Regions from separate parts of the Mus musculus genome. Here region 2 is linked to region 1. The links are chromatin contacts, called in public promoter capture Hi-C maps. All regions are on one chromosome and are shown on one strand. Each heading gives the region's core, a stretch centred on a gene start, on an enhancer-like site or on the middle of the called end of the contact. The rest is flanking DNA. Distances are from core to core; before and after follow the strand shown.

Region 1 (4,660 bases), core at 411-2,910:
TAACAGAAGCTGAGTATTAGAAGTAGTTAGTGCTTGGTGATCTGCCATACACAGCCCAACTCCAGCATTCAACTCTTTAGGCCATTTCACAAATCAACAAACAATTCACTACTTTCCTATACATGCATCTACATTCCGAAGCTCAAAGGATGTGGCCACCTAAGACACTTTGAACTTTGGACAAGTGTTGAGATGAGGGCTCCCTGAACCCTATTTGGACTAGTAGACTATGAGGCACATCTACACTTCATGCCTCCTGCCTCTGAAGTCATGCCTGCAAAACACCAAGGAGCAGAGAGTAATCCGGTGTCTAGATCACACCCAGAGAACTTTTGTTGGGTGCCAATGTTCCTGTCAGAATTGTAGCACTAACAAGGGCCAGAAGGGAAACAGAGCCAGCCATATTATCCAGGAAACCAGCAACATCAGCATAGTAACAAAAGGCAGCTAACCAGCCTTCCTTCATGCCACCTTCTCTCTTCTCTTTCCTCCAACAACGGTCTAGAACACAATGCAATGCAGGTTAACTTCACTTGAGGTCCACTTGTCTCATCCTCTGAGGCTGCAAGAACAGGTGTGCTCCACCACACATTATTTACCAGCTATTTTTTTCTGTGTACTATGTGTACTATGTTCCGGACATATTGTTGGCCTCTTGCCATGTTATTATTAGCTTAGTCTTTTCCCAAGCCCACCATGATGGTGATGCTATCCTAATCCTCACTTTTGAGATGAGGAGCTAAGGGACTCAGATATTTAATAGCTTGCCCAAGGTCAACCTAGTGGGTGGTAAGATTCAAACCCAGAACTAGGACCTTTCTGTCTACCAGCATTAATTTTGGCCACATAGTGACATCGCAGGCAGCATATTCCAAATTACTATTTTAATGTCCTAAGCACTCACTCTAATAAAAGAATATTAGGTATGTGGGGTTTTGTGTGTTTGGTTGGATTTTTTTTCTTTTTTTAGCATATTAGTTTTGAGAGCTCATAATTCAGAACTACTGAGCCTTTTATCCTGGGTCAACTACTCTGTTCCCAATAGCCCACATGGTAATCAGTGCTGGGAGATGGAGAGAGAGTCAGAGCAGTCTTGGCATCTGTACCACTAACCTGTGCTTCCCACACCAGCTAAACTGCTGTGAGCATTTCTTGAGCCAATAATTGGGCCAATAAAAGAATTTGAAGACACTCCCTAACCCCACTGGACCCACAGCTCTGTATAGGTAGGTACTAGATAGGGGAGAAGGTGGGCATTAGAGTGTGTGTGTGTGGGTAAGGTGGCTCCTAGAGGGAGGGAGAAGATAGAGTCTAGAATAGGAAGAAGGCTGGTCATAGGATGGGGAGAGGGCAGGTCCTAGAGAGAGGTAGAGTCTAGACTAGGGATGAAGTGGGGGTTAAATTGAGGAAGGGCTGTTAGAGGCTTTTTCCTGAAATGTTCCCCCCAGAAAATGACATGAAATTGGAGGTTCGCGAGCACAGCAGGGCAGGAGTGAAGGAAGAATGGCTTGCTCTGTGAGAGGAAGGAGTGAGGACAGACAGGAGGCCCAGGACCACCTGCAGGAGGACTGAGAGGCCTCTGAGGAGGGAGTGGAAGGGAGGAGAGCCAGCTGTGGCAGGAAGGGAAGGCGGGGAACCGAGGGAGCCTGAGTTTCAGCTCAGTTCAGGCAGAGAGAGGGCAGTCTCAGGCTGCTCTGTGGATGTAGGCAAGAAGGTTGAATGTAATACATTGGCCCCACCTCCTGAGCCCCTCTCTGAAGCTGCTGCATTGGACAGGAAAGAAAGGGTGAGATAACAGAGACATGGAGACATCGTCTCTGCTCTCAGGAATTTCTGGTTCCAGTAGCTGAGAGGTGAGACAAAAGCCTGGACAAGGTGCTCCACACGTCTGCGTTTTTTCAGGTAAGCAACTGCGTATGTGGAAGCCAGAAAGGGCAAGGGCTTAAGCAGAGGAGGAGGGGGGAGGTGGCGGGAGGTGGAGGAAGCTGGCAGGGGGGCAGGGAAAGGAGCAGGAGCTGGCGCAGGAGCAGGAACAAGCCCCAGGCCAGGCTTCTGAAGCATGTCTGGGTATAGAGTGGGAGAACTGGGGCCTGCACCGGGGCCACGGCTGGCTGCTGGGTGTGGATGAAGTTCAAGGCTGCAGAACCAGTACATCTGGAGAGGAGAAGAAGTCCCAGACCCGGCACCTTTTCAGCGGTCCTCTTCCTGACAAGGTACATTTGTGTGGACTTTGCCAGATAACCGTACCCAGACTCCCTGATCTCCTCTTAGCCTTCTTCCTGGCTGAGAAAGAACAAGTCTTCGACTGCTCTGGAAGGGAGAAGGCAGGGTGACTGTATTCAGTGGGAATGGGGCCTTACCAGAAAAGGGATTCTCTGTCAGGAAAGGCAATCTGCCCTGAGAGTCCAGAGAAAGGTAAGCTAGCAGAACCCTGATACCCTGTGGAGGCGAGGAATAAGACACAGGCTATGGACAACAGGGCACACATAGGTGACAAATAGAGAAGGTGAATGTTCCACAGAGTGGACTAAGAGGGATGAGCATACACAGTATGCTGTCACAGAGCGAGAATGAGACCTCAGGTACCTACTTCATACAAAGCCAGCGTCCCTCTGTCCCCCAGCTAGGGCACTCCAGACCTGCCACAGTGTGCTAATCATCTGGAGTTTGCTAGCACTGCGTCTCTTCTGTGTGTTACACATACACACATGCACATAGTTGATCTCCAAGCTCCAAAATGCTGAAAATATTCCAGACTTAGTGTTCTGGTCCAAACATACCTCAGCCATACTCTGACATCTTATGAGCTCAGTGTATCAAAAGGAATACCCCTGGGCTTCGGGACACAGAGGGACATGAAATACTGAACACAGGTAGGTCTACAATACGTCTTCTCTTAATCCACAGCTTCTGTACGCAAAATAAGAAGGGAAGCTTCCTTGTACTCCACACACACACACACACACACACACACACACACACACACACACACACACACACACACACCAGGCAGTAAGCAGGTAGGAGTGGGGGAGGACAGGTACAGGACATGCCGAGTACGAGACGTCTCCTGTCATTCCTGCTGAGGTGGGGGTGGAAAGTGGTGCAGTCAGTGAGGGACTTCGGTGACAGATACTGTTCGGTGACTAATATTCCTGGCCACCCAGAGCAGCAGTCTGTGCAGCATGCATCCCAACTCTCAGAGGGCCTTGGCCTCTTTCTCCTGCAGAGGGCAATCTGGGTCAATGAGCACAGGGAGGCGTCCAGTGCTGAGCCAGCACAGCCAAGGCTTCTTGGCCCAGCAAACACAAGGGGCTTTGATGCTTGCAGAGAGCAGCAGCGCTCCCTCTCCAGGATGCTGTGTGTGGCTGCTTTTGGCAAGGCCTAACCCCAGGGCTGGCCTTGCTCTGGAGGCCACAGCTAAGAGGTAGTAGCGCTTGAGGTTCTACACACAGCCATGGAATTGGAGAGAAGGGCCTGAGCTGGTGTCTGTGAGCTGGGTGGCCCTGGTCATAGACCTCGTTAAAGTTCAGGGTCCTGTCTGTAAGATGAAAGGGGATACAATAATAGCAGCCTCTATTTGGAAGGTCTCTGGAAGGAACAAGTAAAGATGTGTCTGGGAAATAGCAGAGAAAGTGCCCAGAAAGCCGGGAAAGTCAGGACTTCCAGTATCTGGCTGCCATCCTTAATATTGTATATTGCATGCCTTGCTGTCCAAATGTTAGGTCCATGCTTGTCAATTTGGGGAACATGTAGGTATGTAAGCCACGGGGGTTCATATGGCCAACTTAGGGAAAGGTTAAACATTGCAGCTGAAGATGAACATAGAATATGAATTCCCATGTGTAAACCTAAACTCCAGGTGACCATCCCTTTCTCCCTGTCTCTGTTCACCTTCCATGGGAGAAGGCCTTTTTATTCATTGCAAAGACCTTAAAGGCCTTGCGTAAGCAGACAGGAGGCTTGGAAACCTGTCTGCTGTCTTGTGTCATCGCCCCATTTTTCTGGGGGACCATTCTTTGCCTTCAGGAAAGGTGGCCTACACAGCTCAATGCCTGGGAGACAGCCCTGATGCCCGTTACAGGATAACACATCTGTCCTGTTGGCAGGGACATCAGGAACTAACCTGGTTTTCCAACTGGCGGACACCGTGAGTGTCTGAGGTGTCTTAAAGCCTGTTTCATCAAGCTCCCCAAGTCCAGAGAGCCTCTATTTTGCTAGCATTTGGGGCACAGGCACCCAGCAAATCCTTCTACTTCCAATCATCTCTGACAGCATTCTCTCTATCTGGGCTTCTAGCAAACAAGATTTTCAAAGGGAAGATGGCTGGCTATGACAGTTTCAGAGGAGCCAGAGCCTCCTTCATCCCACAATGCCCAACAATATGAACCATGTACCTGGCATGGATATCGGTAGGAAACAGAGCCGTATATTCTCTGGCTAGGAAGGAGATTAAGCACACTCACTGTTGTTTGTTCCTCCAACATCCCTCCCTCACCCTCGCTTTCTGCAGGCGCTGTGAGCCAAGCGAAGGCTCTTTCTGGGAGGAGCAGGCAATAGAAGAGGCACCATGGCACAGGTGGACTCCCAGGATAGGTGGACCAAGGTGCCCCTTGGCAGCACTCAGATGCTGAGAATGAGCTTGGAGAGTGAAGAAGAG
Region 2 (4,295 bases), core at 1,663-4,162, 810 kb after region 1:
GGCAGAGCTCTGGGAGTCTTGTGGAGGGAAAAAAGAAGGATTGAGGTGGCCAACGGGGTCACCCCACATGAAGACATACAGAGTCAACTAACCTGGGCAGGAGGGAGCTCACAGAGACTGAACCACCAACCAAAGAGCGTGCAGGGGCTGGACCTAGGCCCCTTACACATTGGTAGCCGATGGGCAGCATGGTCTCCATGTGATTTGGAGAAGGCAACTTTGTCTCCATTGCCTTTCCTTTGGACCCCCTTCCCCTAACTGGGCTACATTGCCTGGGCTCAGTGTGAGAGAATGAGCCCAGTCCTGCTTCGATGTAATGTGCCAGGGCAAGGTAGAATCCATGGGGAGCCTTCTCTTTCTTCCCTTATGTGGAAGAGGGGAGTGGAGGGAGGGGGATGCAAGGGTAAGACTGGGAGGGGGGTCGGCAATGGAGATATAAAGTGAATAAATAAATTAAGAGTATAATAATAATAATAATTTTCAACATGACTTTCTTTGTTTTCAACTGGAGCTAGTAGGTAGTAGAGACATCACATAACTTTTTTTCTTTTTTTCCAAGACAGGGTTTCTCTGTGTAGACCCGGATCTCCCAGAAGTTGATTTGTAGATCAGGCTGGCCTTGAACTCACAGAGATCCACCTGCCTCTGCCTCCCACGTGCTGACCTGGACACTCACCACTTCTTTGACAGGACAGACTGTGCCCTTCGTGAGCTCCAGGGGTGCAACAGAGTGAGAATCTCATAAGGGTGTCACCCTTCTGTACAGTAACAGAATGGTGAGAAACCAAAGCCTGCTTACAGTGTGGACAGAAGACATGAAGGGATGACCCTCGGGCCCTTCGGTGCTTAGGGATGTTAAATTTGGAGACGCTGAGCTCTGCTCTGCAAAGGAGAAGTTTCTTCAGGTTTGCACAGCACATGGATCCCCTGGGACTCCATCCTTGCTGAGGGAGCATCACACCTGTGAGACACCAGTATGGGATGTCTTGCACAGGGGCCATGACGCTGACGGATGGGGTGGGAAGGGTTGCATTCCAAGCTGTTGGGAGAATGTAAAGAATGAAAAGTGGTCAGCAAGTCCAGAGCTAAGCTCCCAGGCAGGAGGCAGGAGGTGTGAGAAGGTTCAGGAGCTGATGCCAACATGCATCAAATGTCTCACTGGGGCATATGTAGCTTACCCATGTGGCTTACCTGGAAACCCCTGGAGACAGTGAGGTATGTGTGGCCCACAGATACTTGAGACCGTGTCTGTCTTGGTTGTACTCATCTCCTGCCCTGTTTCAGGTGTCTGGAACAGTATGTGGCACATTTGTGAAAGAAAGGGAAGGTGGAAAGAAAGAAGGAGAAAGAAAGGAAGAGAGGAAGGAAGGAAGGAAGGAAGGAAGGAAGGAAGGAAGGAAGGAAGGAAGGAAGGAAGGAAGGAAGGAAGGAAGGAAGGAGAAAGAATAGAGACAGAGAAAAGGAGGGAGACCTGAGTAGACTTACATTAGAGAATATGCTCAAATGCAGAAGGTGTCAAGGGAGCAATCAGACCCCTGTTAGCAAGTCATAGCAGTAGCCCAGGTAAGAACTGGCAAAAAGAATCAGAGGTAACAGAAGAGGAGTGGGCACAGTCAATCAGCAAGAAGGGTGGTCTCAGCAAGACAAGCTAAGCACTGGAATGGACACAGTGTCCGGAGATGGAAAGGTGATAGATGCCTCACACAGACCCTTCCCAAAGGGCTGCTTGGAAGGAGAAAGCCTTGGGACTTGGAGCTGCATGATACTCCAGACCCACTCCCAGAGAAGGAGAATGAAGCCACATCCTCTGTGAGCAGATGGGGGGGGGGTGAGAGGGCTAGGGTGGTGGAAGGAGGTAAGGGCTTAGCCCCTGCAGTGATCAGACAACCTGAGGCAGCTCTCTCCCCTGCTCACTGGGAGGCCAGCCCCACACTTCAGACGTACACACCCCTCCCTACCCCCCTGCAGACAGAAGCAGCTAGAAGGAAGCCAGGAGACAAGGAAGCCACCACTGGTGGGCAGCAGCATGCAGTGCCAAGCTGGGGGTTGCTGGCAGCAGCTGAGGTGTCAGGGGACACAGGAGATTGGGGGGAGGGCACGGCTTATGCTATTGGAAGCACACAGGGAGGCAGCCTCAGAGCTAGGGTTGGCAGGACCATGGTGGATTTGATGTTCTGTCGGGAGAAAGCCAGAGAGACTCCTTTTCCCATGTGTAGGCATCACTTTTACATTTGGTGTGGCAACCTTGGCATGTCCTCTATTCTGCTCTAAAGACTTAGAACAAGTTGGGGAGGAGCCAAGGAGATCTTGATGCCCGTGTCTCAGCCCCTACCCCACCAGCCTCTAGTGATACAAACTTAAGTTCATAAGCCTGGGCAGCAGCACTTGGGTAGCCCAAGGAACACAACCACACCACTCCTTCTGAAAACCAGCCCAGGATACGACAGTCCACGACCACAGCATTTTGAAAAGATGAAATATGCCTCATCTCTGGAAGGATCCATGCAAGAATCAACAAGTTAACCCTCCATGGTTCAGAGAAAGCTCAGGAGGAGAGATGTATGGCTCACCCAGAGTCACAGAAGGAGCCCAAGAGCCCAGATGTAAACCCAAGGGAAGGGTCTCTGCACAGCTGTTATCATGCATAAGCAATCCCCACCACGTGATCTGCTCACATAGCTCTCAGTTTGATGTTGACATGTTTATTGAGCATATACTATGTGCCAGGCCCTGTGCCAGACACTAGAAATACAAAGATGGCCGTGGGATGTGTAGTCTCTGCTTTCACAGACTTTGTAGTTCACTGGGAAAGCTGACATGAAACCAGATCTTTAGAACAAGCAGAGCCATTTTAAGGGGTAGGTGAGATCAAGTTACTTCCTCTTACTTTCCGGGTACTTTCCGAGTAATGCCTTAGCCCATTTTGTAGGAAAGGAAATCGAGGTTGCGAGAATTAACCACTCATCTCCGTGGTCACATTAGCTAGAGAGACTCACGCTGTCTCCTCTGTATATCTCTGCTCACTGGTAGCTTGGAATTCACCAATACGTGGGTAACTAACGCCTAAAAACACCAGAACTCGGGTTCTGTTTAGCCTGGGTGCAAAGCCAAGTCAGAAACCAAGGGCCTCCCCAGAAAACCCTGCAGAACTTTGTATGGAATGAAGGCTCCTCTCTCTAAGGCTGCTCTCTTACATGAACACCATCTCTACTCCAGCTCTGGGCTGTAAGCCCCGGTAGCCATGGCCCCGGTAGCTTCCAGAACACACAGATTTGCTGAGGACTAGGTTAGCCACTTGGTCTGAAACAGCATTGTACACGCGGGACACAGCACCACCCAGTGGCAACATGAGGAACCGGCCGCAGAGGCCGGAGGCACCAGGCGCACCCTGGCGGCCTGTAGGAAAAGAAAACTCCAGGAACGAGTAAGCTTGGAAACCCCTGTACAGAGCCGTGTACAGGCTCTTTTTCTCTCTATGGGTTGGACACGCCTAACTCCAAAGTACCCTTCCCTAGAAGAATATCTTGCCTGGGTGTGTGGCTCCTTCTCCTATGATGTAGCCCTGGCTCTCTTACACCCATGGGGAAAAGCACCCAAGATTCATTGTGTATGGTGCAGTCAGTCTTGGGGTTCCATTCTGCAGTCGGGGAGGGGGGCTGCAGGAGGCGGGGTAGAGGAGAGAAAACTGAAAATCTGCTCAGCTTCCTTCCCAGCAGGGATGTAAGCCTCAAAGGGCTGGAGAACAAAACAATCATTATTCAAATTTTCTGCTTCATAATAACCTTAGCAACCATGTGGTTACAATTTTATGAATCTTAAATGTCCCCCGAAGGCATGAGTTGAAAACTTCATTGCCAGTGAGGGACAGGACCAGGAGGTGGTAAAAGTCCTTAGGAGGTGGGACCCAGCGGAAGGGAGTGAGGTCATGGGGGTTATACCTTGCAAGGCATGACAACAGTCATATCCAGTCATAATCTCCACCCCTCTCTTTCTCCCTCTCTCCTTCCCTCCCCCTTTCTCCAGATGCCATGAATTAAATAGTTTTGCTCAACCATACAACCATACTCCCCAACACACACACACACACACACACACACACACACACACCATGTTCTGCCTCCCTACAGGCCCAAAATGATGGCATCTAGTGACAGTAGACTTACACCTCAGAGACCATGAGCTTAAATAACCCCTTCCTTCTTATAAGTAGCTTGCTTCACATACGCAAAAAGAAGTGGAAAGCAGGGTAGCAAGCCCGTGGGGTCCAAGCGAGTACCAGTGCATTTAGAGAGCAT

What was found. Promoter capture Hi-C pulls out the DNA fragments that hold promoters and counts their contacts.
Region 2: a promoter capture Hi-C map of hippocampal neurons shows a contact between it and region 1, with 5 times the contacts expected there. The contact joins the enhancer-like site here to the promoter of Zfp648 in region 1. A contact is called at or near these places in 2 of 39 promoter capture datasets (hippocampal neurons and stem cell-derived epiblast-like cells), 2 of 484 Hi-C or Micro-C datasets (myocytes and neural progenitor cells) and 2 of 115 datasets of contacts at active chromatin or transcription factors (astrocytes and embryonic stem cells).

The regions. Positions count from the first base shown.
Region 1 is chr1:154,199,527-154,204,186 of GRCm38.p6, forward strand. Zfp648 (zinc finger protein 648) reads left to right here and starts at 1,661. Exons shown (of 2, transcript NM_001204908.2): 1 at 1,661-1,902; 2 at 4,514-4,660. The coding sequence starts at 4,571. It overlaps Gm30388 (a long non-coding RNA gene), which reads right to left. Exons shown (of 2, transcript XR_003948053.1): 1 at 4,467-4,660.
Region 2 is chr1:155,003,384-155,007,678 of GRCm38.p6, forward strand. No RefSeq gene overlaps it. Among named protein-coding and RNA genes, the nearest start is that of Gm51650, 6.7 kb to the left of the region's middle. Within about 2 kb of position 2,913, at least 40 of the 459 cell types and tissues checked have an H3K27ac peak or open chromatin away from gene starts, as enhancers often do. A contact at or near this core is called in hippocampal neurons, where this site is marked.